Regions from separate parts of the Mus musculus genome. Here regions 1, 2, 4, 5, 6 and 7 are each linked to region 3. Evidence: chromatin contacts called from public promoter capture Hi-C data. All regions are on one chromosome and are shown on one strand. The core of a region is the stretch at or near the end of the contact, and the rest is flanking DNA. Distances in the headings are between cores, read along the strand shown.

The links. Promoter capture Hi-C pulls out the DNA fragments that hold promoters and counts their contacts.
Region 1: a contact with region 3 is called in a promoter capture Hi-C map of hippocampal neurons, with 4 times the contacts expected there. The contact joins the promoter of 4930405H06Rik here to the promoter of Cfap299 in region 3. A contact is called at or near these places in 2 of 39 promoter capture datasets (the 3T3-L1 cell line and hippocampal neurons).
Region 2: a contact with region 3 is called in a promoter capture Hi-C map of hippocampal neurons, with 7 times the contacts expected there. The contact joins the promoter of Vamp9 here to the promoter of Cfap299 in region 3. A contact is called at or near these places in 2 of 39 promoter capture datasets (the 3T3-L1 cell line and hippocampal neurons) and 1 of 484 Hi-C or Micro-C datasets (cranial neural crest).
Region 4: a promoter capture Hi-C map of hippocampal neurons shows a contact between it and region 3, with 6 times the contacts expected there. The contact joins the promoter of A930011G23Rik here to the promoter of Cfap299 in region 3. A contact is called at or near these places in 4 of 39 promoter capture datasets (the 3T3-L1 cell line, hippocampal neurons and liver) and 1 of 115 datasets of contacts at active chromatin or transcription factors (pancreatic cancer cells).
Region 5: a promoter capture Hi-C map of hippocampal neurons shows a contact between it and region 3, with 3 times the contacts expected there. The contact joins the promoter of Tmem150cos here to the promoter of Cfap299 in region 3. A contact is called at or near these places in 2 of 39 promoter capture datasets (the 3T3-L1 cell line and hippocampal neurons) and 1 of 484 Hi-C or Micro-C datasets (cortical neurons).
Region 6: a contact with region 3 is called in a promoter capture Hi-C map of hippocampal neurons, with 4 times the contacts expected there. The contact joins the promoter of Fras1 here to the promoter of Cfap299 in region 3. A contact is called at or near these places in 4 of 39 promoter capture datasets (the 3T3-L1 cell line, cranial neural crest, hippocampal neurons and 1 more).
Region 7: a contact with region 3 is called in a promoter capture Hi-C map of pre-B cells, with 6 times the contacts expected there. The contact joins the promoter of Anxa3 here to the promoter of Cfap299 in region 3. A contact is called at or near these places in 6 of 39 promoter capture datasets (the 3T3-L1 cell line, the C10 cell line, hippocampal neurons and 2 more) and 1 of 9 other capture datasets (liver).

What each region holds. Positions count from the first base shown.
Region 1 is chr5:99,612,727-99,616,831 of GRCm38.p6, forward strand. It overlaps 4930405H06Rik (a long non-coding RNA gene), which reads left to right and starts at 1,497. Exons shown (of 4, transcript XR_003955764.1): 1 at 1,497-4,105. All of the region lies in intron 1 of A930011G23Rik (RIKEN cDNA A930011G23 gene), which reads right to left.
Region 2 is chr5:99,904,182-99,907,793 of GRCm38.p6, forward strand. It overlaps Vamp9 (vesicle-associated membrane protein 9), which reads left to right and starts at 2,084. Exons shown (of 6, transcript NM_001378420.1): 1 at 2,084-2,224. The coding sequence starts at 2,147.
Region 3 is chr5:98,328,009-98,331,930 of GRCm38.p6, forward strand. It overlaps Cfap299 (cilia and flagella associated protein 299), which reads left to right and starts at 1,296. Exons shown (of 6, transcript NM_001024614.1): 1 at 1,296-1,456. The coding sequence starts at 1,346.
Region 4 is chr5:99,727,243-99,731,218 of GRCm38.p6, forward strand. A930011G23Rik (RIKEN cDNA A930011G23 gene) reads right to left here and starts at 1,818. Exons shown (of 4, transcript NR_030692.1): 1 at 1,502-1,818. It overlaps Gm38413 (predicted gene, 38413), which reads right to left. Exons shown (of 12, transcript NR_131054.1): 12 at 3,612-3,789.
Region 5 is chr5:100,076,364-100,080,121 of GRCm38.p6, forward strand. Tmem150cos (transmembrane protein 150C, opposite strand) reads left to right here and starts at 1,599. Exons shown (of 5, transcript NR_045993.1): 1 at 1,599-1,777. Tmem150c (transmembrane protein 150C) reads right to left here. Exons shown (of 8, transcript NM_001382851.1): 8 at 1,509-3,698. The coding sequence ends at 3,490.
Region 6 is chr5:96,371,894-96,375,499 of GRCm38.p6, forward strand. Fras1 (Fraser extracellular matrix complex subunit 1) reads left to right here and starts at 2,062. Exons shown (of 74, transcript NM_175473.3): 1 at 2,062-2,992. The coding sequence starts at 2,920.
Region 7 is chr5:96,792,106-96,795,632 of GRCm38.p6, forward strand. Anxa3 (annexin A3) reads left to right here and starts at 1,280. Exons shown (of 13, transcript NM_013470.2): 1 at 1,280-1,458.

The DNA.
Region 1 (4,105 bases), core at 247-2,746, 1.3 Mb after region 3:
ATGTGCACATACACCTGTGTATACACACACAACACACATACACGTGCACACACACACACCTTGTGGAACTAGAGAGATTTAGAGATAGGCAACATAGCATGGGCCTGAAGAAAGCATCCAGGATTCAGAGCAGAGAGAGAGCTGGAACTTGCTGTGAGTGATTCACCTTTATAAACATCTCTGAGCTCAGCACCAGCCTCCTTGCCTTTAAAGAGAGATTAATACCTCTTAATAATAATAATAATAATAATAATAATAATAATAATAATAATAAAGAGTTAAGGAGAAGAAAGATCTTTTTAAAAAGCTATTTTGTTGAAGGAATCTCTCTCTAGCGATTTAATGGGTCATAGAAATAGTTCATTTGTCTGAAGTAATCTGAGTGGGTAGGGAAGTGGGGGGGGAGGGTATGGGGGGCTTTTGGGATAGCATTGGAAATGTAATTGAGGAAAATATGTAATAAAAATATTTTTAAAAAATGACAAAGGAGGGATTAACCCTCAGAACAAAACAGCACACACCCTTCTAAATCCACGCTTCCCCAGAGCAAGGGAGTGAACTCTGAGACCTGCTGCACTTAACCCCGTGCCCTTTGCTCTGGCGACCTTGTTCTGAACAGCCGAAAAACCCTTCTTCCCTTTGGGATCAGGAGGGCAACGGCAGATTGTATGCTCCCAAGCCATGAACAATGTGGAGAAGTGTCTCCTGTCACCACGGTGCTCATTAACCGCCCTTATGAGGCAAGTCACCGGGAGAAAGTGCCTCTTCTAAGCTTCAGGACGGAAGCCAAGCCGCTTACAGAGATGCAGGAGAGCCGGACAGAGTCTCCCGCTGTTCCATCAGCCAGCTCCGGGCTTCCCTGGGAGCCAGTGCTCCCTCCGAGAGCTTTATTATTCTGTCAGTTGTGGCTCCCTCTGCTCTCATTAATGCATGTCCTGGGGTCCTCGCTTCAGAAGCTGAGGCAGCATTCTTCAAGACGGCGCTCCTAATTGATGGAGGAGGGCCGGGAGGTGCACATTCAAGCAGAAGCAAATGTTTACACAGTCCGTTCCTCTTCTCAGCAATGTTCACCAGACCCCCGGGGCACAGTTTCCAGGAATGTGTGGCTGCCTGTCTGCCCACACCCAGCCATCTGCATAGGCTCCGCATCCCTGCAGAATAGGTTAAAAGGAGCAGAGATCCCCAAGTCACACTGCCAGAAACTGAACCCTGAAGTGCACAGACTTGGGTAGGTCGCCTCACTTACTGATGCCCAAGCTGTAAAGTAGCCGGCACCTAGGATTGTTATAAAGAACACACGACCTGTGGTATGTAAAGCACTTGTCAGGCACCTTAGCTGACACAAAGTAACCATCGATGTCAATTACACCCACCGTACCTTCTGACCTCCTGTAATGCAGTTCCTGTTTGTATCTCCCCCACAACGCCACCATCTGTCAGAGAGCAGAATCATACTTTCCCTCCACACCAGCCACTACAGCTCCTGGTAGGGTTTCTGTTGATTTAGACGCCACTAGAATGCTGAGCCTTTCACCCCTGGTCACCCCTGCACTCGGGGCTCCTGTGCTGAAAGGCTGGGAGACACACAGTTATTCCCTATTGTAGTCTGAGCCTGATGTGATCAGAAGACATGATTTTGTTGTTGTTGTTGCTGCTGCTGCTGCTGCTGTTGTTGTTAAAAGGGAAGAAAGAAATCCCCACTGTACCAATGGGAGATGAAAAGCTCAGCAAGGTAATTTTCAGCCTTAATCAAGCGCACCCATTGTTTCCTTAACGTGAGATAGAGTGTCTTCCTAAGATCTGTGTGTCAGCTTTCAGCAGACAAGGGGAGAGAGAGAGAGAGAGAGAGAGAGAGAGAGAGAGAGAGACTGACTTTCCATATAGCAACTTACTCAGGCATACATGATAATGCCCCATTTTACAATTTAAAGTGACGATTGGCTTGGATTTTCAGTTTCTAGATAGCAGGTATTTCCAATCTCCCTGTTCTTGGAATACAAATCACTCCAGTATGAAGGGATCTGAGGGCCAGCCTCAGAAGATGGATAGAGGAATAGAGACGGAGGAGATGGTGTCCCAGAGAGGAGGAGGGACAGGAAAGTGTCTGTGAAGGAGGATGCTCATGAGAACTGAACTGGAGATGGCTGGTGCACCAAGGCAGTCTCCACAGCTGGAGTGCTGCTGGATCTGGCCATCCTCCCTTATCCCTGCAGGACACCGAGAGGGGACAGATGCACCGGAGGGAAGATGGAGGTGAGGCGTGCAAATGAAGACAGGGAGATGGAGTGAGCATCTGTAGACTGCATAGGAAGAGATTCCTGGCACTGGAAGGGGTTGTCTCCAGGGCAGTTGAACCAAGTGCAGGCAAGAGTACTATGAGCTCTGGTAAATTAGTCCCCGGTGAAGAGCAGCAGTAGACTGCTGCCTTCCATCGAAGGCCAACCCTGGAGAGTCCAATGAGCAGACAACCTTCCTTTCAGCTTTCTAAAGGGTTCTATCTTTAGATATGAATGGACAGCCAAGGATGCCTGGAGTTTTAGGAAAGCATGCAAGATTAAAGTAAGATGAGCAAAGAATTGAGAAGACAAAAGGAATCCATGCAATGAGACATAGTGCAGAAAGAAAAGAAGAAATTTTCCATGATGTCACAATCAGTTTCAGAAAGTCTGAAGTCTTACTCTCAGTCACTCCAGAGCCTCCTAGCCGGCCAACGAGCTGCGTGTAGCCACACATGGGACACGGACACCACTCCCTCTGGGGCCCAGGAAATATCTCAGAGCAGCAGAGTAGTAAAAGATAGGGAAGGAAGGAGGATTAGGGATATGTAACAAAAAAAGATATTTTCTGGATATGACACGGCTATTCTACTCATGAATCTAATGTAGCTCTGGTGACCAGCAAGACCCATACAAGCTTGGGCCCATCAAGACTTCGCCGTGGATCCCTGAGGGACTCTTAGCAGCTAATGGTTGTTGGAGGAGGATCTGTCCTTTTCTTCAGTGTTTTAGCTCGTGCTATAGTGAGCATCTTCTCTCCCATGCTCATGCAGGTGACTTAATTAAGTGTATCACACACATGGAGAGAAGACGTGAAAGCAGGAGGGAGACTAGGGAAAGGGGAAGAGTTTCAGCAGAGAAGAAGGGGAGACACGAGAAGCAATGGCAGGAGAAATGACAGAATGACAGAAATCCGTTAGGTACATGTATGAAACTGTCAAAAAAAATAAATAACTGCTCTCCTTAGCGTGCTTGGAAATTGGACACACTCGCGACACTGCTCTCCCCTCCTCGTGGAAAGGGACCACGGTGACCTCTTTACTAGAGGAGAAAAAGTTAGTTTAATAATAATGGATTTAAAATAACGTCTGTGAAAGACCAACATGGCAGTGCTAAGAATATAGATTGTAAAATAAGAGATTTCTCTTACTCTTAAATAGTGCTGAAGCCTCATATGAGCTCGGTGGGACACTGGGCACAAAGCCTGTGTGAACCAGGTCCAGAACACATAACTCCAACGCCAGCATGGAGAGCAGAGATGGGCATGGAGTGCCATCCTTGTCCTAGGAGCTATTGACAGTGCTAGCTCCAGGAAAAGAAAGGTCATTTTTCTCTAAGAAAGTAGCCCTGGTAAGTCAACCATGCTCCAGTGGAAGGCCACACATCTAAGGGTATTTGGGCAGCACAAACTGGCCTTAATTGGGGGAGAAAAAAAAAAGACAAGCTGGGGGGGGGGGCAATCTGGGAAGAGCAGAAGAGGGTGAATATGATCAAACATCTGCATTAAATTCTCATGATTTTTTTTAACTTAAATAATGCTAACACTTAAATACAGGAAACTGTAAAGGGCAGGCATGAGAAGCCACACAGAGCAACACGTCAAAGAGATGGAAAACAGGACAGAAAACTTGAGAAAATGAGGTTTTGCCTGACCAGCCAGAGTTCCAGAAAGAGGACAGAGAGAGCATTTGTTAGCATTTCTTCTAGGCTCTGCCCCACAGTTACCTGACAACAGCCAGATGTGCCTGACTCACTTGCCCCCTCCTCAATCTCTTGCTCTCTTCTCTTCTGTAGCTCTTGCTCCCTCCCTACCTTCTTCCCCCTCTCTC
Region 2 (3,612 bases), core at 834-3,333, 1.6 Mb after region 3:
ACAAAGACGAGCTGAGCAAGGACGACACCAATGGGCATGCCAACGTGGGTCGGGAAAAGCCCGTGAGCCCTCATCCTTACATGAAGAACTCAGGACAACCGAGGGAGGCTGGGAACAGTAGCAGGGAAGGACACACCCACTGACTGTCCAACGCCCAACAGCCATCTCTGAAAGCATACATACAAGGAACACTATATAGAGTGAGCAGGTTATATTTAGGAATATATATATGTACATGCATGCAATGTATGCATGCAATAACAATTAGTGAAATAAGCCATGGATTTGGAGGAGAGGGGCATATGGGAGGGTTTGGAAGAGGGAAGGGGAGAAAAGAGAAGGGAGAAACGCTATGCTATAATTATTATAATCTCAAAATACTAGAAAAAGGAAGCAAACAAGCTGAGCTGTAACCTCACAGCAAGGCCCTGTTGCTGAAGGAACATTTACGTATGTTATTAAACATGGAAAAACCAGACTGATGCCCACATACAAGATCTGCCCCACTGACTAGCACTCATAGTGCTGGGAAGTAATTCGCACACTACTGGAGGGGAAAAGTAATAGCTGATTTCACAAAGCTACAAACCATAAAACCTACAACAGAGTCCAGAACCTGCAAGATGTACTGATGTAGCACAAATGATATGGTAGTGACCAACTTTTAGATTTATTTTATGCGCATGGGTAGTGTGTGTGTGTGTGTGTGTGTGTGTGTGTGTGCATGTAATCTATGTGTCTTGTGCCACAAAGGTCAGAAGAGAACGTCATATCCCCTGGATCAGATGATATGAACCACCATGTGGATACTGAGAATTTAACCGAGGTCCTATGCAAGAGCAACACATGCTCTTAACCACTGAGCCAATGCTACAACTCCAAAGATATATTCATTTGATGAGTATTTTGGCTGCATGTATGTCTGTGTACCACATGATGCCTGGAACCCACAGAAGTCAGATGTTAGATACCTTGAAACTGGAGTTATGCATGGTTGTAAGCAGCTATGTACGTGCTAGGAACTGAACCCTGGTCATCTGCAAGATCAGCCAATGCTCTTACCAATGAACCATCTCTCCAGCCCTCCAACTACTTTTTGATTAGATTTAAGTCCCGCTTCATGAAATGGAACTCATATATGACACTAAAAGTGGCCAAGAACCTGGGTTTGGATAGGTCATGGGCCTAGGGGAAACATACTACCATAAAATGACCTCTAAGGACAAATTGTTATGCCCACCGAGCAGAGCGCTGCTCAACCTCGTCAGAGAAGCTTTTTCTTACAGTAGATGATAATTAACACAGAGAACCCCAACTGGGCAGTCAGAGAGTGAGACTTTGGAGCCCTTACGCCCCTAATGGGGTCCTTTCAATGCTGTGAACATTTTTGTCACCGCAAACTGTAACCAGCATTTGTTCAGCGTATGCTGCTCTGTGAGTAGTTACAGAACAACTCAGAGATGGTCTTCATGCTCACAAAACCAAATGCAGGCTGTGCACAAGAGGTTCCTCCAATGCTTGCTTAAATTTAAGTGTGCTGCATGCGTGCATGGTGTGTGTGTGTGTGTGTGTGTGTGTGTGTGTGTGTGTGTGTGTGATGTGCGTGCACATGTAGATGTGTCTTCCAAGGTTGCGCTCCACATTTTTTGAAACCAAGACTCACCAGACCTAAAGCTTATCAATTCAGGTAGGCCAATGAGCTACTAGGATACACCTGTCTCCACCACCACTCCACTTCTCAAAGGGGATTACATGCTCCAACCACCATGCCTTTTTTACTTCTTTTTTTTTTTTTTTTTTTTTTTTTTAGCGTGAGTTCTGGGGATTCGAACTCAGACCTCCGGGGTCTTTGCCTACTACCCCCAGCTTCGCAGCCCTAGATTGTGACTGATTCACACGTAGATGAGGCCTGGGCAGTTAAACAGCTCTTAAATGGTTTTCCAGACTACCCGGAGCACAGAGAGACCTCAGGAATCCCAAGCATGTGCGAGGACCTCGCCTAGCAAACTCACAGGCTCTGCGGGACCCACAGATGGCCCCGCCTCCTCCCCTGCCAATCAACCGTCCCTCGCGCCTGCGCGGAGCGGCGGTCCAACTGTAGCGGGCGGTTAGAAGGCGGTCCGCTTCTCTCACTGGCCTGCTGGTTATGACGATCACCTACAGCTGCGTTGCTAATGGCCGAGCGGTCCTGGCGGAGCTGGCCTTGACCGGCGGCGCCTATCAGGTACCTGAGGCTCACGCCTCGGCGTCTGAGGGTTCGGTTCCTCGAGGCTGGCGCACGCCTGGCCTCCCCTCAGGGCGCGGGGCGACCTGGAAGGACTCAGGGACCGGGAGTCCCCGCCCCCTCCAGAAGCGCTGCCTCCGAGGCGGGAGTGGGACTGCGCCTGCGCCACCCAGGGGTTGGGGCTCGTACTGCCCGCGGCCGTCTGGCGGAGATTTATAGCCATCTCCAAGTTGATAGCCCCATTACAAGGAAATGACCTGCAGTTGAACACACTTAGTGAACGTGTAAGGGTCTCAAGACTACTTCAGTTGCAGGCAGTGAGGGCCACCTGACAGCGCAGTTTGGACTCTCAGCGCCCAGGGTGGGAGGGCCATGAATTTGATGTCAGCGTGGGCTATATAGACCCAGTCTTTAAAAAGTGAGAACACAAGATGTATCACAACGTTAGAGCGCTTGCCCAGAATGTGTGAGGCCCTGAGTTCAGTTCCCCAACACACACACACACCTAGAAATTGTCAGATGCCATCTAATATTCTATCTGAACCTTAGATCAGTTGTCCCAGGGGGTAGAAAAGGTTTCGCTGAAGATAGGCTGTAATGTACTCCTGTACAGAGGAACTACTCCTAGTTTAGCACAGTCTTGCGCGCCCTCGACTGGCCAGGAAGAACAACGCTGCAACAGGATCCTTCTGCACACGTTTATTGGGAGAGCTTGATTGTAGAGGCGAAAAGACTTTTTGCCCAGAGCTGGTGCTGCTTTTATAGGCCTAGGAGAGGCGTGTCTCATACCCTGATTGGTTATGCACTAAGCCTCATTTGCATGTTCCTCATCTGATTGGCTACTCTCTCTCAGTACCTCACTGAGCCTCATTATCATCTCATTTGCATGTCTCACATCCGATTGGTTATACTCTCAGTACCTTACAGAACCTCATTATCATGCCTGGGCCAGGCAGTGTTTTTGCAAAAAACTTTACTGCATATGTACACATTGGTTGTTTGTCCAATCTTATGCATGGTGGCCAGCAGTAGTCAGTGCCACTCAGCAACGGCACATGTGGCTTCCCACATCTCCCCCTGTTTGTTTTAATAAAATGAGACTGGACTAGGCCTGTGCAATTATGCCCATCCGCCGTGGCTCCTGTTTTAGGTCATTCCTCTAATGTCACAGCCTTACCCGTCATAGGGTAACCCTATCGCCACCGGGCCCCATGTCTTAGGTTGGACTGTGCACGAGGAAAGTTGCCCGTCTCTGGATACCGCAGTGCTGTGTGACAATAACTGCTAAATGACCTAGGGCGAACTCTGCAAAAGAGGCCAGCCAAAAATTGAATTAGTGGGGAAATCATGATCACCCTATTGATGAGCAAGGGCTGATCAATGATCGT
Region 3 (3,922 bases), core at 46-2,545:
GAAATAATGGAGATTGTATGGTACTTAGAACAGGGCTGGTATGTGGTAAATTCAAATCAATCACCACACGGAAGCAAGTTTCATATCCTGTGGACCCCAGCGGCAGAAACTTTTTTTTTTTTTTTTAAGCTTTCTGTTGTGTTCAACACACCCAGAATAATGCCTCTGGGACAGAGAGGGGGTGGGTGGTAAGAGAGCACATGGCTGAAAGGTCAGGGTTCTGTAGGACTGAGAAGCTGATATGAGAGGAGCTAGGAGGAGCCTGAATGTCAGCTTGGACTTGAAACCAGGTACATGAGATGCCTAGAGGCCAGCTTGCCCTTCAGAATGCTAAAAGACACAAAAGGCACTTGTCCTCAAGTTTCTTTTGGACCAGACAGTACAGAGACCTCTCCTCTCTACTTGTGATAATGTTTTAGGCCACATGAAATTTTTTCCCCTCTATGCTTGGAGTTTAGTTTCTATAGCTTTCTAGATAATTATACAATATAAATTGTTGGTAGCCTGTTTTTAAAATAAAGCTATAACTTATTGTGCAACTTGGGGTCTTAAATAGACCTGGCTTTACTTTGCCCCCCTCCCCCCCAAAAAATGGAAAAGATTCATTGCAGAATCTGATTTGATTTCTACAAATGCTGAGATGATTGTAAAGTCCCTTGGCATAACAGCAAGCATCTGTGCTTCTGGTGTGGAAACAGTTGTACAAGTCTGCTCTAATGAGAAATGTTTCAGATTCAATTTTATACTATAGTATTTTAAAGAAATGAGTAAATAGAAACACAAGTCAATATCAGCTTCTCAATGGGATATATCATTCCATGATTAGGATCCCTCCCCCCCAACCCAATTTTTTAAAGGACGTTCAAGGAGGCAAGATTTTTCAAGTAATTTTCAACTTATTGAAATTTAAATAACAAAAAGTAAAGGAACTGAAAGGCAGAAGGCAGGAGCAAAGGAGATCACTAAGGCTGCTTCGTTTGGGAAGTTTATACATTGTTCCTGGCACACAAGTAACCAACCATAACTTGCCTTTAAGTTGTAATTTATACAACTGATCACGTGCTATTTTGAAGCACCCAGCAAGACTATTTCCCCTAGATTTCCGGGATACTCTTCTGTCGAGGTTCTTACTGCAAACACTGAGCAGGCACCTTCGGACTTTGCTAAGGCTTTTACACCAAAAAAGTTGGGTTTGCCCTGCAGGGCTGACCGCTCCCAGGGGTTAGAAGCCGCCCAGGGATCCGGCTGGGGCAGGGCCAGCGCAGCGCCCTCTGCCCCGCCCCCGCAACCGGCGCGCGTCCGGCCCGCCCACACCGGTTACTAGGGACGCGTCGGTGTAGCCGCGATGGATCAGGACGAGGGGCTGACGGCCGTGGACAACATTGTCACACAGTTCAACACCTATGAAGACTTCCTGGACTCTCAGATCACTACGGTCGACCTGTACTACCTGGAGGTAAGCGCGGGTCCGTCTTGCTGGCCGCGGCGGGGCTTGGTCGCCCCCTGGCGGTGACGGCGCTCACCGCAGGCCTCTGGCTTCGAGAGACTTCTCTGCAGGCTGCAGGAGTCCCCAGCCCTCCAAACGCTGGTGCGCTGCACAGAGGCCGACTTGGTCGCTGTAAAGTAGTAACAAGGCATAAAACCAGGAGGACGCGTTGCTGTGTGCACCTGAGGGCAGGGCAGCGGGAGGTCCCGGATGCTCGAGAAGACTTAGTTGGAGGGATCTTCAAGCTCCGAGCTCCTAACTCCCAACTGCAAGTCTCACAGCCTGGGCTCAGGTTTTCAAAGGAGTCCATCTCCATATTAAGGACAAACAGAGCAAGCACCATTGGGGGCGGGGGGGGGGGGGGAGAATCAACCCTACAGAACTCTGGGAAGGACTTGAATTTGGCCAACTCCCCTCATTTCTCCTGTGCACAAGGCAGTTTATCATATAGACACCCCTCCTTTTTAAATAGGTGCCACTGTATGAAAATAATCTTAAATGAAGAAAATTTGTCCCTTTTGAAATTATCTGTTAAAATAGTTACAAAACATGATTTTTAACAGCAACAGCAGCGATATCACCAAACAACCAAGCTTTTACGTTTATTAGATGGGTAACTTAAAGTTCCATTTGTGTGTACGCACACATGCATAAAAAGTCAGTGGGCAACTTGGAATCGGTTCTGAACTTGTATTCTGTGGTGTCCAGGGAATGAACTCAAGTTTGGCAGCAAGCACCTTTTCCTTAAGCCGTCTCTCCTGCTTTTAGCCAATATTTTAAACCCACAGAAGTTGCTTTAAATCCTTGCATCTGAAATGAAGCCACTGAATTGATAATTACAATAGATGTTGCAAGAAGCTTATGTAGAAAGAAGGGGAGGTAGGAAGAGAAAGGGTGAGTCCATCTTAATTATCTGACCGGCCAGAGGATGAGGAGCGCGGTTGGCACTTGGTTGGTAGACCGGAAGTAGTGATGCGGAAGTAGTGATGCGGAAGTAGTGATGCGGAAGTAGTGATGCTCCGGAGGTTGAGGAGCGTGGTTGGCGGGACGGAAGTAGTGCGTCTCCATCCTCTGTTTCCCGTGTTCACTAAATAACGACAGAACACTAAAACAACTGCATTGCCACGGCAGCGAGTAACATTAGCTTTGCTGAACTAATTAACAACTTTTATTCTATAAGTTAGCATCATCTAATAAAACCAACCAGTTCAGTGAGTGGAGAAATGATTGACAAGCTTCAGCAAAATTGCTAAGCTATGGGTTTTAGATCCTTTTCCAGTCATCTGCCCCTCTGACTAAACACAGTCCTTCTCTTTAGTGGCTGCCTGCGGACTACCGGAAAAATAAAAATTCCAGTTGAATTTCTTTTCTCAGGTAAGGGGTGAAAGAAATATTAAAATGATTTAAAGATTTCCCTAGATAATGGATTCCAGTCATGGATAAATTAATTACAGATATAAACGACATGAAGTTTTACTCAAAATATTTTTTTTTCCAATACTGAGAACATTTTGGGCTAAGGATATAGCTCGGTAGTAGAGTGCTTGCTGGTTTGCTTGAGGCCCTAGGTTTAATCCCCAGTACACACACACACACACACACACACACACACACACACACACACACACGCAACGACACGCCAGCTAATTTTGATATGCTTTGACTAGCTCAATGGTTTGGCACTTCTAAAAGTCACCATGGCTAGTATACATTCCCCTCCCGTATTCTTGAATTAATATTTGCTAAATCCATATTTCATCTCTTCGACCACAAACCCAATCAGGAAATGGTACCTCGGGCCTTTAGGGCCCTAGGCCTTTAGGTCTGTTCTCCTTGTTCCCCCATCTCGGATTCCTTCCTCTTCCTCCTCTCTCCCTCTGCCCCTTGCCTGCACAATCTAAAAGTCCTTCCCTGACTTTCTGCCCAGCTGTAAGGCAATTCTGTTTGTTTGTTTGTTTTGGTTTGTTTTTTTTGAGACAGGGTTTCTCTGTATAGCTTTGGCTGTCCTGGAACTCACTTTGTAGACCAGGCTGGCCTTGAACTCAGAAATACGCCTGCCTCTGCCTCCCTAGTGCTGGGATTAAAGGTGTGCACCACCACGCCCCGGCTTGTAAGGCAATTCTTGGTTACCAAAGGAAGCTAGCTGGGGGCGGGGACCCTCAGGTCTGGAAGTGCGACTTTGGGAGCTGAATTAAGACAAAGCCTTAGAACCAATTCCCAACATTTTTTCAGGTGCTTCTCTGCCATTCGGTATTCCTCAGGTGAGAATTCTTTGTTCAGCTCTGAGCCCCATTTTTTAATGGGGTTATTTGATTTTCTGGAGTCCACCTTTTTGAGTTCTTTATATATATTGGATATTAGTCCCCTATCTGATTTAGGATAGGTAAAGATCCTTTCCCAATCTGTTGGTGGTCTTTTCGTCTTATTGACAGTGTC
Region 4 (3,976 bases), core at 568-3,067, 1.4 Mb after region 3:
CATCTCTTGATGGAGGCTTTGGGAATCTTATAACAAAATCCCCAGCCCCGAGGAAGAGGAAAAGTGAGCGAGCACAGTTGATAAGGGGCACCACTTGTCTCCAGCTCAGCCTCCTACCATGTGGCTGCCTAACGTGCCCTCTAAAAGACTGCGAGGGAGGGAGATGGCTAAGGCCGTGGCTGCAAACCTGGAAAACCTTGCCTGTCTGGGCTCTTCAGCCTTTAGGTCTCAGCTTTCACCAGAGCAGGCATTTCCATCTGTCTTTGCCCGCTCTACACTCCTATCCCCAAACTCCTGCTTACCACTCACCACTGGAATCTCCCTGCTTACAAATAAGTAAATACTTGCTGTCCCATAGCAGATTATGGCCTGGACCACTTGAGCTGTAAAATCACAGGAAATAGTTCCACGTGACTTCGGATAAAACAAAAACAAAAAAACAAAAACAAAAAAAAACCTAGGATAGCAATGGTGAAGGGCGTCCAAGAGGCAGCTGAGGAAGGCTCTAAGAGTTTAGGTCCTAAACAATTCCTTGCTGAAGGAACCCACTGCATGACTGAGAGAAGAAACCCATGTCTATATCTCTGCCAGCCTGGAAACTGCCGACTGAAGGCCAAGGCAGCTCAGGGAAACCTCAGACTGCCAGGATGGTTATGAGACAGTGGTGGTGGCAAGGCTAGTTGACATGGCCAGAGTCAGCCCTCTGGTCCTGACCTGCTTGTCAGGTAGTCTGTAGGAGAGGGCGGGGGATTGAGGGGGGCGAGGTAAGAGACAGTGGGTACTCTGTTCTGACTGTAGAGTGTGAAGGGTCATACAACCCAGAACTGTCCGTACTGAGTGGCCCATATGGGTCTCATATTAAACGCTGATGCTGCCATTTCCCCAGAGGATCAGCCAGCCAGTCAGCCAGCTGCTAGCAAAGCCGCTTGCAGCAGGGTCGCTGCTACCTCGGGGAGGTGTGAGCAATTAGGTGTGCCTGCCTTCAGAAGGCGCGATGTGGTTAGTCTCACCTCACACCCCTCCCCTTCCCCGGCGTACCTCCCACCAGAAGAAACGAGTTAACTTATACGGAGTTTATCGCCTCGCTGGAGGTTGGGGGAAGGGAGTGGTTAGAGCAAGCACGACAGTGGGAACCTTGTTGACTGACAGATTGTTTCTGCTAATCATTTAGGCTAGCCATGGTAGACAGCGGAAGGATGAGCAGGCAACAGCTCATCTTCAAATGTGCCTGGCTTGTTAGGCAAGGGATAACTCGCAAAACTCGCGATTCACAAACATGTTCACCTATCAACTAGGAAAGAGAAAAAAAAAAAACAAAACACGCAACGCGGTCTGGGGAGACCAGAATTCAAGCCCGGCGGCTTCCATCTCCCCTTCCCCGGCCCCGCCCCAGAAGTCCTCCAGGTGAGGCGCACTTGCCAAGTGGTGGGGACCCTAGGGGCGGGTCAGGACTGTTAGCTGTCGCCCACAGCCACCTCTGCAGGACACACCCTCTACCTACCTCCAGCACGGGAGAGGCGCCCTTGCTCGGCAGCGTGCAGCCCAGGAGCGCCGCGAGAAACTTTGCCATATACGAGCAGGGAGGCAGGGTCCCCCTCGCGCTCGCCGCCTCTGTCCTCGACCCGTGCCAGAGCTGGGGTGGGCAGGGCGGACCCAAGCTCGTGGACCCGGGTGGGGGCGGGGATCCGCCCGCCAAGGTCGTCCCGTCGGGGGTCTCTGGGCCTGCAGGGAGCTCGTCGCTGCCACTCGGGAGGTGCCCGGGTGAGAGGAGCAGACAGCCGCGGGCGCCCCTGCCTCCGCGCTGCGGGAGCCCGGGCTGCGTTAGCCTCACCAGCTGAATGTCACTAGCGCCGTAGTAAAGGGAAGGGCCCCGCCGAGGGGGTGTCGGGAGGGCCAACGGCGCACGACCTGCGGCGGCGCTGGGGCAAGGGCGGCGGGGAGCTCAGAGCAGCGACAGCCCAGCCCGCCCAAGGGTAGAGTGCAGGCGACGCCTCAAGTGAGAGCCTAAGCCGGCGACCGGGGGGGGGGGTGGGGGGGGGTGGGGGGGAGGCGGGGGGGGCACGCTGAGAGCTAGCGGCCAAGGCGGGAGGGGCTGTTCACCCAGGTGACCCACTTCCCTAGTTTCTGCCCGATTTGCGACAATGCAGGTGGGAGAGGAGGGAGCCCAGGTCCACAGACATTTGGCGAGTTACCACGACAGAACTCGAGCTACCCGCAAGGGCTCCCCAATGGCACGTGCCAGCCCCACCCTTCCAGTAGGAAAGGAGGTGGTTCCAAACCCAGGATTAAGAACCCTGCTCCTGCCACACGTGAGCCCCTGACACTGGGTGGGATCTGCACCAGTAAACACTAAAGAGGAGGAGAGGGCGATCGCTCTCTCCTTGGCCTGCCTCCCAGCCAGGACGGCCCAGGATGGGCAAGGCTGGAACCTGAACACTGCGACACACACGCAGATGCGGCCTGTTGTGCGGTCCAAGAACTGGACCTGGCAGAATTCTCTTTGACTCAAGACACGGGGCCAGCATTGCACTCGGTCTAGTTTTACTGCTCACAGCTGTGGCTCTCACTTAGTGTACTATGGGTGGTCTCTGAAGCTTGTTTAAAATGAGAAGTCCTGAGCTGCAATAAGTGCGGGGATACTTCAGCATCTGCTCCATCATTAGTTACTCCCAGACTCCTCTGCACGTGGTGTCAGGCTGTGGTTTGGAAAAGAAAAAAAAAAAAAAAAAAAAAAAAAAAAAAAAAAAAACACTGCCCAACTGTGCCAATGTCAGAGGTTCAGAAAGGACAACAGGGGCCCTTGAGTAAAAAAGTTAAGTCCCCTGATTTTATATAAAAGTACTAGACCAGGAAAGTCTTTGGTTCTCAAGCTCTTTTCGGGACCCTGGGGCAACAGTGACCAGACTGTAGATGCTTACTGGCTGGGGTGACTAGAAAATGGACATTTGGGTGCAAAGTGGTGAATATGTGAGGCTAGACTTTTCTGTCAATCCACAACTCTCACTGGCATAACAGAAGTACAAGGATGAATCTTTTAAAATACTGGAATTGGCTTGTTGATCCACCAGCACTTTCAACTATTGAAACCTCTCCAGATTCTCTCCCTCCTGGGAGCTCAGAGAATTTTGAAGACCCATGGTTGAAACTATATTCCGAACTTAAAGAAGCTAATGCCCTTGATTTTCTTAATGAATTAGGTGATTCAGTGCACAAAGCTTTCTACAAGATGGGGAAAAATCGGAAAATGATTTTACTGGCTGGCTGCTCTTAGTATCTGTGGAAAAAATGATGAATGAAAGGAAGGAGTTGTGTGATAAAATCGAAAGTCTCCAGACACAAGCAAACGATCTAAAAGTTGCTAAGTGTGTCCTTGAGGAGAATCTTCTCTCTTGTAGCAATAGAGCTCAAGTTGCAGAAAATCAAACAGAAACTCTCATTGTAAGGTTGGCTGAACTACAGCGAAAATTCAAGTCTCAGCCTCAGAGTGTGTCGACAGTTAAAGTAAGGGCTCTAATTGGCAAAGAATGGGATCCTACAACAGTCTCAGGGAGAAAGAGGAGAGAGATATTCTAACACACCCACCACGGTTGCTCAAACGTCTTAGTCCCAATGAAAAGCTGACCAAGAACAGAGTTTATTTAAACATGGGTTTATAGTTTTCCTATAAATAAATATTTTTAAAAGCCATGACATATTCCGGCTGCCTGTGCTTCTTCTTGTCACCTTCTCCATCTTCCAACAGCAATGGGGTTTCTGTCCTTCAAAGATTCAAAGCTCTCTGGCTTCTGGCTGCTTGGGCCAAGAGTCAGAGAAAAAACATTTGCATTGAAAGGGCTTGTACCTTAATCCTAATGCCTTTTTATCTTAAAGTTAACTGCTTAGACAAGTTCATAACAGTGAGTGCAATGTCAACCACAGAAGAAACACCAGCAGTGAAGATCCCAGGTGTGTAGACTGCTCTTACCACAGCCTATTT
Region 5 (3,758 bases), core at 349-2,848, 1.7 Mb after region 3:
CAGAAGAGGAGGCAGAGAGTCAGAGCCAGAGGTGATGATCCCAAAGAAACTGTTTCTAGACACCATAGAACTGATGTCTAGAACACACATGTGAACTCAGAGCCGGTGACAGTGACACAAGGCCTGTGTAGGTTCAAACCAGACAACATCCCAGCCCTGAGGAAGGAGAGCAGACAAAAAGTCCTTCCTACTCCTAACCAGGAAGATACCCATAACTGGTATTTTCTGGGACACACAGCTTCCTCAAATGGAGTGTCATTGGGTATGTCAACAACACAACTGGGCAGATTCCATGTGCTAACACACGTACACACAAACACCCCACGTCCTTTTGTGAGATCTCTGCATACTGGCTGGTTTTGTGTCAACTTGACACAGGCTGGAGTTATCACAGAGAAAGGAACTTCAGGTGGGGAAATGCCTCCATGAGATCCAGCTGTAAAGCATTTTCTCAATTAGTGATCAAGGTGGGAGGGTCCCTTGTGGGTGGTGCCATCCCTGGGCTGGTAGTCTTGGGTTCTATAAGAAAGCAAGCCGAGCAAGCCAGAAGAAGCAAGCCAGTAAGTAACATCCCTCCATGGCCTCTGCATCAGCTCCTGCTTCCTGACCTGCTTGAGTTCCAGTCCTGACTTCCTTTGATGATGAACAGCAGCATGGAAGTGTAAGCTGAATAAACCCTTTCCTCCCCAACTTGCTTCTCGGTCATGATGTTTGTGCAGGAATAGAAACCCTGACTAAGGGGCTGGTAAGATGGCTCAGTGGGTAAGAGCACCCGACTGTTCTTCCGAAGGTCCAGAGTTCAAATCCCAGCAACCACATGGTGGCTCACAGCCATCTGTAACAAGATCTGACGCCCTCTTCTGGAGTGTCTGAAGACAGCTACAGTGTACTTACATATAATAAATAAATCTTTAAAAAAAAAAAAAAAAAAAGAAACCCTGACTAAGACACTGCGTTTTGCCTTACTGGTTTTCTTTTTAGTTTGCTTTGATTTTAGCTTCTTATGAAGAGAGAAATTGGACGTGGGGGTGGGGAAGATCAGGGAGGAGAGAAAGAATATGCTAAAACTTTATTGTACAAAAAATATTTTCTCAGACAAGATGTTTGGCTTTCGATTCCATTCCTGCCATGGAATTCCTAACACCCATAGGACAGAACAGCAGTGTTTTATTCATAATGAACATCTTCTGTTTGTACCAGACTTCATGCTACTGAGGTAACTTTAGGATGAGGCTGCTCACCAGGTGCTTAGACCTCCAGCCTACCTACTTCCGGGAGGTTGGGGGGCAGCTGGGATGGAGAGCCTGGGGTGCACTGAGGGCAAGGGAGCCAGCCCCAGGCCTGCCTTCTTCACCCATGCACCTCTTCCATTTGACTGATCCTGAACTGTATCCGTCACAATAGAATGAGCATTAAAGAACGTGTTCTGCAAGCTATCCACAGCAAGCACGGACGTGTACGTGCACACCCACGAAGAACTGTTAGTGTAAGAAACAAGGAAGTCAGGATTTAGCATAAAACCCCTTTATTCAGTGGCCAGGTCCCAGTGAGTAATGTCAGTATTGGCTGGATGCTGCTGCTGCCGCTGCTGCTGCTGCACACTCTTAAGAACGCAGAGAAGTGTGTCACCGAAAGCTCTTTACTTGGAGTGTGGAGAGTAAAATAAAACCGTTTGTTCTTTGATAAAAATCTTTAAAATAGAAAAGTGAAAAGGAGGAAAGAAGAGAAACCTCATAGCAGTTTCAAAACTAACAGACATCCCCCTGGAGTATTTACGGTAAGACGCCTTTTTTAATAAGAGAATACTCTACTCGAGGCTTTCTCACACCACTGGGGGCTTTTCACTCCCTGCCCTGCCCTGCCCTGTAGTGATGAGTCCTCCCCCTCCTTCTTCACTCTGTCTTCCACTCTGTCGTTTGTCTCTGAATCTCTTTGATGCTCCTCACCTCCACTCAGAAACGAGCAGCAAATCTGTTCATTTGGACATTTACTGTGTGCTCGTGCTCGGCGCTATGCTGGGGGGCGGAGATTTAGCATTTGAACCCTTCCTTGGGAAGCTATACTTCAGGGTGAATTTACAAAACAACGTTTTCCACATTACATTCCGGGCTGTCTGAGCCCCCTAGGAGTTTGGAGAGTTTTTTGAAACAATGTGGGAGGGGGTGCTTGTGACTTGGTTGGGGAGGGGGTGCTTGTGACTTGGTTGGGGAGGGGGTGCTTGTGCACTTGGTTGGGGGAGGGGGTGCTTGTGCACTTGGCACTCTGTTGTTGGCACAGGGATCTAGGATGGCCTTGAACTCCTGCACCTCTGGGCTCATCTCCGAACAGCTTAGCAGTATTGCAGCTCCATTTGTGCCAATGTGATTTGCGGGAGGGCGATGTTTTTAATTTGCTTCTATAACTTCCAAATTTAATTTAAAGTCCCCAGTCCTCAAACTATAAAATTTGAGCAACACACGGATGTTAAAATCTCCCCTGGGTTGGACTAGCAGCAAGAGGGCTAACCTCCTGTCTTTCCTCAGAGCCCTCATACCTTTCACCTCCATGTAGATTTCTTTTGCGATTCTTCGAGAATCTTTTTTTCTTATTATTTCTTCAGATATAAATTAAGCTTGCACGTATACCCCTTTCATACTTGAAGCCAAAACAAGGTTCTTGCCTTTGGTCCACACCTTTGCCCACGAGGCCTACATAGACCCGTGAGAGTGGCACTTCAAAAAGAAAATGCAAACTGGAACTGTGGGTGATGCACTGTGGAAGGAAAAACCAAGCCACGCCCTCTCAGCCGTACCTCGTGCCATTCGCGGCTGACTGTCCCCGGTAGCATTCACGTTTGGAGATCTTCCTCAGGCAGAGTGACTCAAGTCCAAATGCTGGTGGCCGGCTTCTTTCCCGCTCACTCTCTGTAGCATGCTTCTCTCTCTGGATCCACAAAGCCGACCGCTGAACAGTGATGATGTCAGACTGATGGGAAAGCTCTGCCCACGCCTCTCAGGCCACGGCCAGCTTTAGTGCGGGGTGCATGCAGCCAGATGCTCCTAGGTTTCCACTCAAGTTCCCCTCGTGCTCGCCTCAAACCCTTCCAACCTGAAGGCGACTTAGGGAGCTGGCTTGACTCTCACTTTACATTCGGCCGGCCTTACTTTGCAGGAGGAAGATGCCAGGTTGGAACCGGGAAAAGGATGAGAAGCGCAAGGCCTGCTGGGAGGGCGTGGGGGGCGGGGAGGTGGTCATGCACAAGCTTCTGGCTCTGTCGTGCATGTTTTCGGTGTGACAGCGTGTATTTCCATACATGAGGGCTTGTGCTTGTTCAAGAAAGAAGTAACCTGCCCTGAAAAGCTCTTCTGTCAGATATGGCCGTGAGTGTGCATCCGTGTGTGTGTGTGTGTGTGAAAAGCATCGTGAGGTGATGTGTCGAGTCCCGTGAGTGTATCCTCCTGGCCCCTCCCCTGTTGCCACACCCACCGCACCCCCAAGGACAAACTGTTGCTACACCTGATCCGTCTGATATTCAGAAGCTTCTGACAGGCTTTCTGAGAAGCTCAGGAAGTTCTCTTGGTACTCGGAGCACACAATCTCATAGCGGTAGTGCCGGAACTCCACAGCCAGGGTGCCAAAGTACGCCAGGAAGCACATGACCAGGCCCCACTGGACCCTGGCTGCGTACATGTGGATATCTTGGGCCATCAGGATGAAATCTAGGGCACAGGAGTTAAGGAAGGTAATCGGGCATAACCACATTAGTCTTCCCATCACTG
Region 6 (3,606 bases), core at 812-3,311, 2.0 Mb before region 3:
GTTGTAATTAACCATCTGACTCAGGGCCATCAGTCACTGCACTTGTCCATGAAAATAACAAGGGTACATGTCTCATATAGTTACTGGCAGATTACATAGCAAAGGGTCCCATGTTAGATACAAAGTGTTCAGTCTATAATATCTACCTGATAAGCAGCAGTGAGGCCAGGTGAATTTGAAGAGACAAGGATGGGGCTGATCAAAGAAGATACTGTGGGATATGGTGACAAAAGTTACGGGATGTGGGCATATGAAAAAAACAGTATTAAGGATATAGAATTCCCTGTGAACCAGGATTCTAGTGCTCTTGGAGTGAGAACCCTTGGACTATTTGCTCCTGGGGTAGAGAGAAGACCATGGGAGCTGGTGGAGGGCTTCTGGTGAAGGGGAGGGGACATTTTATGAACAATTTGTTAAGAACCACAAATGTAGTATATGACAATACCTCGTGGTAATGCTCCCGTCTCTCCCTTCACCTTTTTCTTTTTAAAGATTGTTTTCCTTTAGCAAGTCCAAAAGATGGTTTGAGACCCCTTTGGGTGCCACAGTTCTATGCTTTCTTAAAAATGAAGTCAAATAGTTTATTCTAGGGAAACCAGCTGTCTTAAGTTACTCCTAGTCAGTGGTGGCTACAGAAAAAGTGTTTAGGAGGGGTTAGGAATTGTTAGGGTGTATCCACCTGAATTTGGACAGTACTTTCCATTGGTCTGAGAAAATAGTTTCTAGAGGAAGAGGGGGAAGTGGGAGGAGGGAGGACTCAGGTTCCATCCAAGCTGTGGCTGAACTCTGGCGGTGATGATTACTGGCTTGATTCAGTTCATTCTTTCAACTAATGTTTACAGAGTCCCCATATGTGCTTCAAATACAGAGATAAAACCGCTCTGTCCCCACAACGGCTCTGGGAGGCATCGAGGAATTGCTGGGCGATTCCTAAGTCCTTTGAATACTCAACAGCCACACCCAGGTTAATCAAATGTTTCGGTGCCTAAGTGGTGATAGTTACAGGGACCCTTCAGTTTCATTTCATCCTCTTATTCTAAAAAGCAAGGAATTCAAGTACTACTGGCATGCTTTAGAACATGGGCCTTCCCTATGATCGTCAGCAATATTGGAGTCTACTAAGATCCCTGCCCACCACCCTGAATAGCTCGGTGTTCACTGCCACTTCAAACTCCTTTCTGGACAGTCTAGCTGTCACAGCTCTGCCAAGACAGAGAATCTTTTCTGTCTGGCCTTCGAAACCCAGTCTGTATCTCTCCCGTGTAACCATCCCCAGTTACAAAATGATCAAACCTGGACCAGCTATTTTTATTTAGTCCTCTAAAAATAGCTATCACTCAGTACTGGCTGGAAACCAGACCCCACCCTATCCCTCAACTACCTCCAGTGTGCACACCAGGATGCTTTTGCCCTGACATTGGCTTCCCAGTCTTTGACATTTGGAGGCGCAGCTGGACTCACCCAGACTGTGTGGTGTTTTCATCTTTTAGGAAGCTGTAAAGGTGCACTCACCGTGGGAATCTCAACCTAGAACACACGTGCCCCAAGACTGCTAGGTTGCAGGGAAAACCCCTGAGGGTCCAAAATGCGAAGATGGCCAGTCAGCTCTGCTTCAGGCTCTGTGTTCAGCAGCAGTGGGCATGACGAGAGGTGGAGAAGTAGCAGTTAGGACTTGGGTGTGAGCACCCTGTCCCCAACTAGCCTCTCCTGTGGTACCCTCAACAGTGTCTGAATGGAGACCTAACCTCCTGTTTCCACCCGCCCTCGGTGTGACCACTTTTGATCCCGCCTCAGACAAAGCCAATGCAACTCCTGCAGGATGAATAAGGGGATCAGGTTGCTCTCTCGCCTTCCCCCACCCCCTCACCGCGGCTCCCCTTCCCCACGTGACTCTCTGGAATCTTTGCCAAAGCTCGTAGTCTCTGAGTCCATTTTCACACCCAGCAAAGGAGAGAGGAAGGAGGCGAGAGAGGCTGAGGAAGGCGGAGCGTGCGTGCTTTAAATGCGAGGATCCACTCGGGGACTTATCCTGTGCGTTTCCAGGCCCCTCATCTGGGGAGCATTGAGTTCGGAGGGGTCTTTTCCAGCCTCTCTCTTTCCTCCTTGCATCTACAATTATGGCTCCACCTCCACTTGGGTAATCGCACCTCCGCCCTGCAGCGCAGCTCGGGGTGCACGGTGCGGGGAGGTGGGCGTCGGTGTGGAGCAAGCCGCGCCCCTCTGCCCTCCTCCTCTCGGCGAGGGGCGGGCGCGAGAAAGTGGCAGCAGCGCCCCCCGCGCCGCCTTCCGCGCGGAGCTCTGGAAGCGCCTGCAGCAGCCGGGCGGCGTGGTGCGGTGCGGCTGCAGCGCCCCCGAGTCCCGGAGCTCCTGCAGGGCCGCACAAAGTTTGCAACCAGCGGCCCTGCACCGCCCAGCTCCCCGAGCGCTGCTGTAGCCCGGCCCGGCGTGTTCGCGGGGACCCGCCTCGGCCGATGCTACACGGACAGACGGGGGCGTGCCGAGAGAACTTTGAAAAGCTGCCGAGGAGGAACCTGCTCCTGCAGCTCGCCAGTTGGGGACCTCCGGAGGAACTGGTCTAGCCCGAGGCAATGCTGCGGAATCCCAGCAGCCGCTGACCTGCAACTTTCCTGCTAGTCTTGGCGGCGATCTGAGCTTTGCCTCCTCCTCGCAGCCTCGGCTCACGTTGGTGGCCGCTCTGCTGGAGAACCCAGTGAGCCTCGGGGCTGACTGAGTGTTACTGTCGGCCGCATCCTTCTGCGGTCCACCCGGCCAACCTCGGCTCCCGGCCCAGCAGCCAGCGCTTCCCCAGTGTCTGTGCGTCCCGGTTCCCGGCGCCGGCGCCACAGCCTGAGGTTTGGCAGAGAGCAGGTTCTTGGATGCTGAAGGCTGGGATCTTCCTGCGAGAGTGCCGCGGCGGCGATGGGTGTCCTCAAAGCGTGGCTCGGGGTGGCCCTAGCGCTGGCGGAATTTGCAGTATTGCCTAATTGTGAAGGTAAAAAAGAGCGGAACCCCGTGTGAGTTCGACTGTGCAGTTTAAGACACTCAGCCGGGTTTAGTGCTGTGGGTTGTTGGGTGGAAGTTTTGATTTGAGGCGATAGGTGGACACGGAGTGGATTTCCTTTTCAGCTGAAATCCCCACTCCTGGTTTCTCTTGCGGTCAAACCTCAGCCCGGCCACGGCCTCCTCTTTGCTTTTTGCGGGTGGGTGGCCTTTTGAGGTGATATTTCTGAACCCGGATGAATCTTCCTTCCACTTCTACCCTACTCCTCAAGGAAAAGCAACTACTCGGAACCTAGGTGAGAAGCGAGCAGTTGCTCTCACTTTTGTGGAATAAAATCCTCACCCAAGCTCCACTGTTCTATTTTGCTTTCCTCGCCCCAGTAACTCGCCCCCCCTCCCCTTAAAGACCACTTAAGATTTTATAAGTAGTATTCTGGATGTTGAGATTTCAGTTGTAATGAAATAAATTTTACTCGGGAGCGAGAGCACGAGGCTGCCTGCTTCTCAAGGAACAAAAAGTGGTCAAAGAGCATGTATGCACTTCTCTTCTCCCTAGGTTTTCATTGCGCGCGCGCGCGGGGGGGGGGGGGGTGTTCCAGTCCACTT
Region 7 (3,527 bases), core at 30-2,529, 1.5 Mb before region 3:
TTGACAGAGTCTCACACAGAACCAGGAACTTACCATTGGTTAAGCTGGTTTGCCAGCCAGCTCCAAAACACAGATTAATACCAAATTTTACATGGGTCCTGAGGATTCAAACTTAGGACCTCGTTTTTTACAAACTTTTTACCCTCTGAGATATTCCCCTAGCCCCTCTGTTCCACAGGCTTTAATAAAAACTTCTGTGTCCTAGAAACAACCTGAAGAATGTAAAAGTAAACAGATGACATAGTCCACTAACTTCAATGTCTGATAATTAGTGGCTTTTCCACCTATCTTCTTTCACAGACACTACCCGATATTAAGTGGATGTCTTTAGGTTTCTATTGCTGGGGTAAAACATCGTGGCGAAAAGAAACTTGAGGAGGAAGGAACGAGTTTGTTTCAGTTTATGCGTCCGCAGCACACCCTGCCATTGAAAGAAGTCAGGGCAGGAACCTAGAGGGACCCTGGAACCGGAAGCAGGAGCTTGCGCAAAGGCCAAGGGAAGAATGCTGTCTATTTTGCTCTCTAGGACTTGATCAGTCCTTAAAGGCATACAAGGACCAGCAGCCCAGGGATAGCACCGCCCACAATGGTCTGGGTCCTCCCACCTCAAACGCTAATTAAGGAAACAGAGTCCTAAAGGCTTGCCTAAACCTCATTTTATGGGAGTCACTTTCTCAATTAAGGGTTCTAGTTTGTGGGGAGCTGACACAAAACTGGCCATTTTAGTGGGAATTTAATGTTTATCCTCCGTGACTTACCTGTGGTTCTGAGGGCTCAAAACACAAACACTGGTGCTTCTCTGAGCTCTAATCCTCCCTTTAGAGTCAAAAGGCCAAGCAGAGACACTCCTCAGACTCATAAACTCAAAATCTAGCTCTGCCGTTCTTTCTGTATGATTTGACCTCCCTTGCCTCTGTGACTCCTTGTAAAATGAGTACAATCGCATCTGTCTTGTAGTTTGGTTATCATGCGGGGTTTAGACCAGTGCCTGACTCGAAGGACCCTCTAGGTAAGTAAGCCATACTTAGTATAGGTACCTGTGAGGACTGTCAACTCTGAATCCATGCTGTCTAGAAAATGAGCCAAGCCCTAAAAGGAGGGGGTGGGAGTGGGGGTGGGCGGGGGATGGGCGGGGGGTGAGAAAAGTGAAAAGAAAGAAGACAGAGGAAAGGGTTTGGGTTTGGAGGAAGCTGGAGGAGGATGTGAGGGAGACAGGGGAAGGGGAGGGCTTGCGAGGGGGGCGTGGTGGGTAGGTCACGACTGGAGCAGAGAGGATCCTGGATCCAAGAGCCACTTGCAAGCCGGTCCTGGGCAGTCCGTGAGTAGAAACAGGAGGAGGGGCTGAGGAAGGGTGCGGTCTGGGTTGCCACCCAGGCTAGCCGGGAGCTACGGCCGGCCGAGGCTGATCTTTCACCTTCGCTGAGCTTCTGCCTGGGCTTCGCCTCCGCGGCCCCAAGGGTAAGTTTCCCATGCCCGCCCCTCTACAACCACGGAACATCAGGTTCCCGCGGAGTCCCAGGTCGTGAGCGCAGCTTGCTCCTGGGGCTGTTCCCTCCCCTCCCTTCCCCCAAGCCCTCTTCCCTTCTATGGAAATAGAAGAGACTTGACCTGGGGGGCACAAGGGCCGAGCTGAGTAAGTTATCAAACTTAGGGTCTTGCAGCCCAAGCTCACATCCAGGGGACTGCTCATTCCTAAATGTCTCGGAAACATTTAAAAGAAGAAGGGTTAGAGGAAGGTCTCCTGCCCCTGCTCAGAGTTCTGTGCTGAGAACTTTTTTCCTAAGGCTCCCATGAGAGATCTTTCTCCCCTCCAAGTGTCTTTTAGCTTTACTTTGTATAGGTAGGAGAAAGATGTATTGGACTTTGAGAGTTGGGGAACTTCGGTTTTCTCTTTTAAAAGACACCGTTTTCTTTGATTGCAACAGAATTCTATTCACTAGACATGAATCACCTCCCCTGCTTCTTGAGTCAGCAGGTGAGGTATCGAGGTAGAGGTATGTGGTTTGTGATTGCAAATAGCCATATATAGAAGTTCTGGGTCCTGTGCCAATAGAAAGTTGAGCAGCCGGGGCAAAATTCTTCCCCAGGAGGTGCGTTAAAGAGAAGAGGTTCCTGCCCCCGAGAGAACTTCAGTTTCTACTCCTCACCAACATCATAAAAAGCAGACTAAAAGGTTATTCTATGAAGAATCATTACTGGTTTTCCTGAAGGTGGAAGTTTCAAACTGCCTAGAAAGGTACTTTTAAACTCAAACGAAGATCAGACCACTGTCCGCAGATCTGTTGGTGTTGAGAAATCGGTAGAAATGCCAGCAGGAGGAAGTACAAGAAAATGTAGCTGCTGTAATCCCCTTCAGGAAGGATGTGTTTAAAGCTCTATTGTTAGATCACTTGGCTTGCACTATGGAGTAATTCTCTACTTTTTACAAGCTTAAAGGATGGCTTGATAATACTTCTTAGAAATTTCCACATTATATTGGATCAACAAATGTCAAGCATCAGTTTGGGTCCGGGGCCACAGGGCTTGGGGATTAACGGTTCATTCCTTTGCAATCTAGATGCCTGGGTTCAGTCGGGTCGACCCAATAGCTGTATGGTGGGGATTTCACTATTGCTTCCTGTGCCTCCAGCATCTTCCTGTGCTGTTAATGATGTCTCTCTCACTAACTAGGTTATTCTGAGGCTTATGTTTAAATCATTGAATACAGTTTTTTTTTTTTCATATACACCAGTGAATAAACATTGCACAAATCCCCAGCTTTGAGAGCTCACTTTCTAACACTTTGCCTGTCACCTGACACCTAGTAAAAACACAAGATGCTGGCTGACAGCATAATCTATCTTATTTCCTCCCAGCAATAGAAACAGCCATCTCCCTATTTTACACATGAGGAAATCCTGACTCAAATTAGGTCTCGAATTAAGAGATGTGTTAGCATTTTGTCTGTGTGACAGAACATCTGAGAGGAAGAATTTAAAAGGAAGAAAGATGTCTTTTTAGCTCATGGTTTTAGAGATTTTAGCCCAGGTCAGGTCAGCTGGCTCCGTTGCTAATCATTCAACGTGAGGCAGGACATGCTCATAACAGAGTCCCTGGCAGAGGAGAATACCCCACCTCATGGCCGCCAAGACGCAGAGACCAAGTGTGGGCAGTGCCAGGGAGAATACAGGGAGCTCTGAGGCCGCTCCTAAGGGATCTGCTCTCTTTAGGGAGTCTTACCCCTTAAGCTTCCACTGTTTCCCATTAAATTAGGACACCATCAATGGATTGATCTATTGTTGAGGTTAAAGTGACCATTCCTGATCCAGTTGCTTATGAAACTCCTCAGCTCTGAACACAGCTGCATTCGGGACCAAAATGGGAAGGCCTGTTGTACGTGACAAGAAGCAACCTTATCCTGTATCCACTGTATAGTCTGGAGAGAGATAGAGGGTCAGACCCTTTAATTAGAGAGGACAGGCCAGGGGAGCAGTGGTGGCGCACACCTTTAATCCCAGCACTTGGGAGGCAGAGGCAGGTGGATTTCT